Regions from separate parts of the Mus musculus genome. Here region 2 is linked to region 1. A link is a contact called in public Hi-C data. All regions are on one chromosome and are shown on one strand. The core of a region is the stretch at or near the end of the contact, and the rest is flanking DNA. Distances in the headings are between cores, read along the strand shown.

Region 1 (3,868 bases), core at 243-2,742:
CAAACAAAGAGAGAAAATAGCCCAAGAGAAGGCACAAGAAACAAAGAACCACACAGGAATCCCATAAAAACAATGAACTAGAAACCATATTATATACATAGAGGAGGACATGATACAACCCATGAAGGCCCTGTGAATGTTCATATGAGCTTTGACAATGTTGATTTAGAGGGCCTTGTTTTCTTCATGTCTTTCTGCCTCCTCTTTCTCATGGGTCCCTGAACCTTGAAGAAGAGATTTTATATATATATACCATTTAGAGCTGAATGCTCTAAGGTCTTTTACTCTCTGCAATTTGTCTAGTTGTGGTCACTGTTTTGGTCCCATCTTCTGAAGGAAGAAGTTTCTCTGATGAGTGCTAAGGAAGGCACTGATCTATGAATATAGCACAATATCTATAGAAGTCATTTTATTACTATGTTTGGAGTTGGAGAGATAGCTCAGTGTTTAAGAGAACTCTTTGCTCTTGAAGAGGACTGGGGTTAACTTTCCAGCACCCACATAGTGGTGGCTCACAACTACCTGTAACTCCAATTCCAGGGCATCTAATGACTTTCCAGGCTCTGCAGGACTCGAAAACATGATTCTATTGCCTCTGCCCCTTAAGCATAGGGCTTCTAAATGTATATCACCACAGAGAGATGGAGTGCTAGAGATCATGAGCCCAAATTATCTTCTGCTATCTTCAGTCCTCTTTAAAAACTGTATTACATTTACTTATATGAATGCATGCCGCAGGTCAGAGGGCAACTTGTAGAGATTGACTGTCCCTTTCCAACATGTGGGATCAGGGATCACCTCAGATTGTCAGGCTTGTCAGCCAGCACTTTGGCATCTTGCTGGTCTAGGCATGAATTACTATCTCTGGGATTTAACCAAACTAATGCATGTATAGTTATTGGGTAAAACTTTTAGAGTATAGTAACTTAGCAAACGACTAGCATCTACCAACCTACAGGGTAATAATGTCGTATGATAACATCTGAAATGTATAACAGAGCTTTTTTGTTTGTTTGTTTCCCTGTAACCTTCCTGTCTGAGGGTCCCAACAAAATATTTGATTAATTCATGGATTTGTTGCTTTTCTTTGATTCTGTGATTATAAAAATTCTACTATGATATAACATATTGTTCCAGACAGCCTAAGTCCATGTTCCTGGACCATGGGAGTTCATATTTGGGTCAGAATGAACTATATTTAATTCATTTACTTAAACAAGAACAATGAAGATTATTTCCTGGTTTCCAGGGGAAAGATACCAGGAAAGCCAAGTTCATTAATTCACAGACAGAAACTGGAGAATTTTTGGTTGCTAGAAAGGAATCATTTATAAATGTGGACATCGTGATGCAGTAGGCGGAGGAGAGAATGCAGTGAAACATTCTAATAATACCAAAGGAACACGTGTGGGTGTCTGTGGTACTGCTATGCCAAAGATGTACTAATGACTTAAATGACTGCTAACACAGGGATGAGGACAATCATGTGAGTTACGAACAATCTAGGACCCTGATCACAGTATGCTGCTGCTAATATCTTGCCCCCAGAACCTGTGAGAGAGATCCAGGCTGATGCCCTCCTATCCCACTTAACCAAGTGCTCAGTTCTCAGAGCAGGAGACAATCTTGCCACTGTTCTCCACCCTATTCCTAACCATTGATTCAGATATTTTGCCTGTGGGTAAAGAGTCTGTCATAAGAGAAAGTGCCTAACTTCTCAAAGGAACTAACTTCTGAAAGTTAAGTTTAAGGACATAAAAAGGAGAGGTGGCAGGGAGAAGGGAAATAGGGAAGAAAGTCATAATTTGAGGGAAGTATGGACTGGATCCTAAGCTAGTTGGCTGGTAAAAGAAACCTAGGGTCTGAACCACTAAAGAGAAGTCTTCCTGAGCTCAGAAAAGCTATCAAGCACTGACCTGACCCCAGTCCCCAAAATAAAATTAAACTTGATTAAATTGTTAAAGAGAAATACAGGCTTTGGGGCATTATCAAAACAAGAGAACAAATAGCCAACAGTTAGTGGACTTTAAAACTTGGGTGCATGTGGTCATAAAGTGAAAGGAAGGGGTTCTGAGCACTTGGGAGCCAGAGGCAGGCAGTTCTCTGAGGATAGCTGGAACTGCACAGAAAAAGCCTGTCTAGAAAAGAAATATATAAATAAATATCCTGTTATCCCTGCTGCTACCAAGGCAGAGCTGCCCGAGTAATTAGACCGAGGAAGCATGGGCTTGCTCCATCAGCAAACTGACCTCGGGGACTTGAACGTCGTCTCCTATCTCTCCAAGTACATCGTCATCATGATGGTCTTGCTGTGTGAGCCAGTTCTCAATGAAGCTGCGCAGAGCCTTGAAATCATTGCAGATCCTGACCGGCTGCTGAGGTGCGATGCTAATTGCAGTTCACTAACGTACTCTGAGCTGAGCTGAGCAGGGCCAGCAGACAGACACTGGGTAGCCCTTGTCTAGACAACCTTCTCCTCCTCCTCCTCCTCCTCCTCCTTTTCTTCTTCTTCTTCTTCTTCTTCTTCTTCTTCTTCTTCTTCTTCTTCTTCTTCTTCTTCTTCTTCTTCTTCTTCTTCTTCTTCTCCTTTTCTTCTTCGTCTCCTCCTCCTCCTCCTGCTCCTCCTTCTCCTTCTCCTTCCTTCTCCTCCTTCTCCTCCTCTTTCCTCCTTCCTCCTTCCTTCTTCCTTCTTCCTTCTTGCTTCTTCCTTCTTCCTTCTTCCTTCCTCCTCCTCCTTCTTCTCCTCCTCTTCCTCCTCCTCCTTTTCTCATGGAAGAGGTTTTATTGGAAGGGAGAGACAAGGTAGTGGCAGAAAGAGAAGATGGAAAGAGAGCTAGAATGTCTTCTTGCTCCTCCCTGGCCTATCAGTTCTCACTTTTTCCTAAAAGGACCTTTAGGTCATCCTTGTCACGGCAGGACCCCTTATATAAGATGCTACAGGGGAATCTTTCAGGTCCTGGAACAGATGAAAATGGACATAGTGAACTACACCATCCAGAGCCTCCAGCCCCAGCTGCAAGAACACTCCATCCAATTTGAGCAGGCTCAGTTCCAGGAGAGCTTCAACAAAGAGCCCAGCCTCCTCAACCACACTAAGTGGCTCATCCAAGCAGCCACACATCTCATCCCTCCTTTAAAGATTTATTTATTTTATGTATATGAGTACATACTATAGCTGTACAGATAGTTGTGAGCCTTCATCTGGTTGTTGGGAATTGAATTTATGACCTCTGTTTGCTCTGGCCCAAAGATTTATTTATTATTATAAATAAGAACATTGTAGCTGTCTTCAGATGTACCAGAAGAGGGTGTCAGATGTCATTACGGGTGGTTGTGAGCCACCATGTAGTTGCTGGGGTTTGAGTCAGGACCTTCAGAAGAGCAGTCAGTGCTCTTACCCGCTGAGCCATCTCGCCAACCCCATCTCATTATCCCTTCTACAAGTTGCTCTGACACACAGGACTGCTCCAGCTCAGCTGGCCTTTCTTACAGTGATGTCGCAGTCCCAGAGCTGCTCAGCCCCCACAGTGGTGCTATCTCAGGGATTCCTGAACCTTCTCACCTGGGACCCTGAGAATGAAGAGTTTCCTGAGACCCTGCTGGCGGACAGAAGCCAGCTTCAGGAGCTGGAGTCGCAGCAGAACCAGCTAACTATATTTGCCTCTGTCTTGCTGGTAGCCAGTGACTTCTCTGGCAGTGTTCTCTATGGCTCATCCCAGTTTGTGGATAAGCCAAAAGAAATCACCAAGTCCCTGGTGGAGGATTCGGAGGAAATAATGCAGACTGTGAGTGAGAAGGTGACCCAGGAAATCTACCAGTCTCAAGAATATGGGCCTGGATGCTCTGAACCGCGAGGATACAGTGTCCC
Region 2 (3,812 bases), core at 659-3,158, 890 kb before region 1:
ATCCAGGAATGAACAAATGAGACGAATCTCTGACTTGCTTTCTATATACCCATACAAATGAGCCTTCCTTAAACACTGTCAGTTATAGAATTGCTGAATCCACTCAGTACTGTAACCAGTATCAGTCTCATCCCCCACCCCCCCACCTCACGTTGTTTGCTCCGGCCTCCAGTAGGTAATATATGTAGACTGTACAGAGGTCTCCTCTAAGTCAGGGGCTCCACAAGATAAATAGAGTTCTAAAAACTTCTACTATATATTTCACTTACTGTTTGGGGTTTTTATTTGGTTCAAGAGTCTTCTAACTCTTAAAGATAACCCAGGCTTCTATCAAGCTTTTAAAATCCTTTTATGAAAGTTGTTCTCTGGTCCAGGCTGCAGGCACCTAATTTGATGAACAGGCAGAAGGACTTTGCCCCCAAGGCTACCCAGACAGCCAGGAGGAGGCTGGAAAGAACATCAGGGAACACTTAAAAGTTTCAAATCTTTCCATCTTGGAAGTGTAAGGGCTGCACCAGGGGCTCTTTCCACAGACAGTTCAATGCAAGTTTGATTTTCCCCTCCTGATTTAGTGAGAAATTTCTCCAGGATGATGACAGTGCTGGATTACAGACCCCAACATAGATTTATTTCCTTTTACTATTTTTTTGAGTAGTTCATTGTAGAGCATTTAAATTTTCAAAATTGATTAAAAGCCTCAATCAAAGCCATCTGATCAAGATGTATAAATTATCTGTGTGGGTCAGTATACTTAAATATGACGTAATACAATGGAAATCAACAATTATTAAGATATAATAACAGTTTATTGTTATCTGTTTGTGCCAGACTCTGCTATGGTATGACTTGCTGACCTCACTGAAGACTTCCTCTAAGCTCTGAGGTCATGGGGCCTAGTTATACTTTGACCTGACAGTTCAGAGAAGCTTGGGCTGTGGGCATAGCTCAGTTGGTAGAGTGCTTGCCTAGCATACTCAGAGTACTGAGATTGTTCTCTGGTAGCACTGAAAACTGGACATGATGCTACACAACTGTAATGTTAGCACATGGGAGGCAGGGGCACAGGGATTAGAAGTTCAAGATGGTCTTGGCTATGTATGAGTTCAAAACCAGCCTGCACATACTGGGACATTTTAAAAATACTAAGCAAAACAATAAAACCCCAAGCCCCAAGCATGCTCACTGGAGATAGAGAAATTGGTATTGCACATTTCATTAGAAAGGCAGGCTCAGAATCAATCCCAGCCTTGGTTGAGGATGCTACTTAACACAGTGGATAGACACATAAGGAATGTCAGCACCATGTCCAGCCTAGATTGCACTGTGAGACAAGAAGAAATCCGAGAGCAGGTTGACACAGGCTCCTTACTAGGAAACAAATCTCCCAAGTGTTCAGAAATACTACTGAGGAAATATACCTGGGAGAGCTAGACTCTCAAACTTTCTGACCAACACTGGACTGTGTATCATCCTTGTTTGAGCCACCAAATGGTTGTGTGGATATGGCTAATTTTCTTGGACTTTGCCATCTGTAAAACGGCATTGTTATTTTTTCCCTCAGAATCAACATTCATTAGATGTCCGGTAAATGGTTGCTATGTTAAGCACAAAATAAATGAAGAATGAAGGAAAAAAAAAAACCAATCAACCAAACAGGAAAAAAAAAAACCCCACCCAATCCAAGCGGGGGAAGCTTTAACAAGTGGGCAACAGGGAGAAAAGGAGCTAAGAACAGCGTGCTAATTAGCTGTGTTACTTCTGTGTGCAATGACTTGCTGTGATTTTCCCTAAATTCTTCTTGTCAGTTTATGCCCATTTATGGGACATTTTTGGAGGACATGTACTGTTCCATCTAGCCTTCCCAGAAACGCTGTGGCAGACTTCTCTTCCCCACTCCTCTCTGCTTTACAGTGAGCTGGCTGGGATCAGAAACCAAAATGACTGACTCACTATCCCCCAGGCCAGAAAGTGTCTGTGGCTGACTTGGAGCCTGGAACATTCTCTTCCCATGGGTGTCTTTATTCAGCACCTCCTCAGCCACAGAGCTGTAGTGGTGCTGAAGGGAGTTAATGGTGAGCGGCCACGTGTGACCTCAGCTCGTGTCACTTTTAGAGAAAAATGTAAAGATTCCACAACCATTAGGTTTCCTTCACCAAATTCAAGGCTATAGATAATAGAATTTCATGTTGGGGCTTCTTCCTTTAGATCAGTACAGGGGAAACAGAGGTAGACATACAATTCTAGACTTTGGTAAGTGGTTGCTAATCATCACTGAATGGGCCACAACGACTTTTAGTTTGGTCTCAAGTTCAAGTGGAATAATAGCATTACTCTTTTCAATACTGTGTGCAGGTGTGTTTGGGTTTAGGAAAGTTTTCGAGTTTATCTCATATAAAGGAGTCTGATTTACTCTGAGGGGGAAGTGGCCTTCTTTTCCCGAGTAGAGATCTTTTCGTATACAAAGCAGCTCATCTTTCTGAAACAGAACCAAATCTCTAGTTCTCATTTTTCTTACTCCTCAGCCCAGCCCAGCCTGCTTCCTGCCTCTCTCTAACCCAGCCCTTGCTGAAGTAATTGGGGATTTTCATGTCACTAAATCCCAGGGAGTTTTGATCTTACATCCCTTCACCCCTCATCAGTACTGGGGACTACTGACCATTATTTCTCGGTTATTACACAATGTTTTTTAGTTTCCTTTCTCTGTCCCTAGCTGCTTCTTCTCTCCCTAACGAGATCATCCATGCCTATGAGCGTATTGGAGGTCTCCAAGGATTGATTTCAGTTCTGACTTTCTTTGTATATGGCAGCATCTTTCCTTCCTCCGACCCCCGTACTTTCACTTTGAATCTCACTGGATCCTTGTGTTCATTAGGACAGCATGATTCCACAGCAATGACAGTGACAAGCCACTCTCCCACTCCCATGCTCTAAGAATACACATGCAGTCACTTCTGAGTGCTGTCTCAGCAGTTCAGGTTGCTTCCGATTTGTGGCTAGGCCATCGCAGCATGTAGCATTTACCAATGTGCATGCCAATGGAAGACAGTGTGGAGAACCCCACCTACTCTGGTCCTCCTGCCTTTAGCTTAGGAATAGTCACATGCTTTTTACTTACCTGCAAAAGAAGTTGAAAACCGTCCTGTGTTCTTGGGACAAGGAGAGTGAAGTAGGACTTGGTGAACTCCTGCCATTTCTCCCAGATACACTTCCAACTTAGAGAGCAAGCCTAGGTCTCTCATCAGCACCCTACCCCCCTCTGCTGGTTACATGAAACCCTGCTTCACCAGGAAACCTCAGAAAGAATTAATACTGGACCAGGGATGTTAATCAGTGGTAGAGTACTTGCTTGGCATGCACAAGACCCTACATTTGATTCCCAGCACAGCTAAAAGGAAAGGAGAACAAACAAACTCCCAACTTACACAGTGTCCCCAAGTGAGCTTGATACAGTTGCAAAAGATGTCCCTCTCAGAATCTTCCTTCTGCAAGAACAGCTGAGTAAATAATTATCCAGTGCTGCAATCAAAACTTCTATAGAACAGGACAGCCCTGGTGGGGTGGGGTAGTTTCTCAAGTCCTAAAAACATGGACTGGAATTCCAACAACCGATCAACTCATGTGTATGTGAACTCTTAGTGTTGACCCACTTTGTCACCATGACTGTCAAGTTTCCTTCTGCCGACATCTGTCTATCTTCAGGGTAGTTTCTTGTCTAACTCACCATCCACTGTGAACAGCACAGTACAGTGGTCTTCAAACTGGTTACCATGTCTTCCACTCCTGCCACTGGACAGGCATTCTCTACACTGTAG

Evidence for each region. Hi-C and Micro-C count contacts between places; a contact is called where the count stands out from the background.
Region 2: a contact with region 1 is called in a Hi-C map of cortical neurons, with 2.2 times the contacts expected there. The contact joins two enhancer-like sites. A contact is called at or near these places in 1 of 39 promoter capture datasets (liver) and 3 of 484 Hi-C or Micro-C datasets (the HPC-7 cell line and cortical neurons).

What each region holds. Positions count from the first base shown.
Region 1 is chr1:159,209,420-159,213,287 of GRCm38.p6, reverse strand. It overlaps the pseudogene Gm7430. Among named protein-coding and RNA genes, the nearest start is that of Cop1, 21 kb to the left of the region's middle. Within about 2 kb of position 1,492, at least 11 of the 459 cell types and tissues checked have an H3K27ac peak or open chromatin away from gene starts, as enhancers often do. A contact at or near this core is called in cortical neurons, where this site is marked.
Region 2 is chr1:160,099,292-160,103,103 of GRCm38.p6, reverse strand. The region is part of intron 18 of Tnn (tenascin N); the gene reads left to right. Among named protein-coding and RNA genes, the nearest start is that of 4930562F07Rik, 23 kb to the right of the region's middle. Within about 2 kb of position 1,908, at least 49 of the 459 cell types and tissues checked have an H3K27ac peak or open chromatin away from gene starts, as enhancers often do. A contact at or near this core is called in cortical neurons, where this site is marked.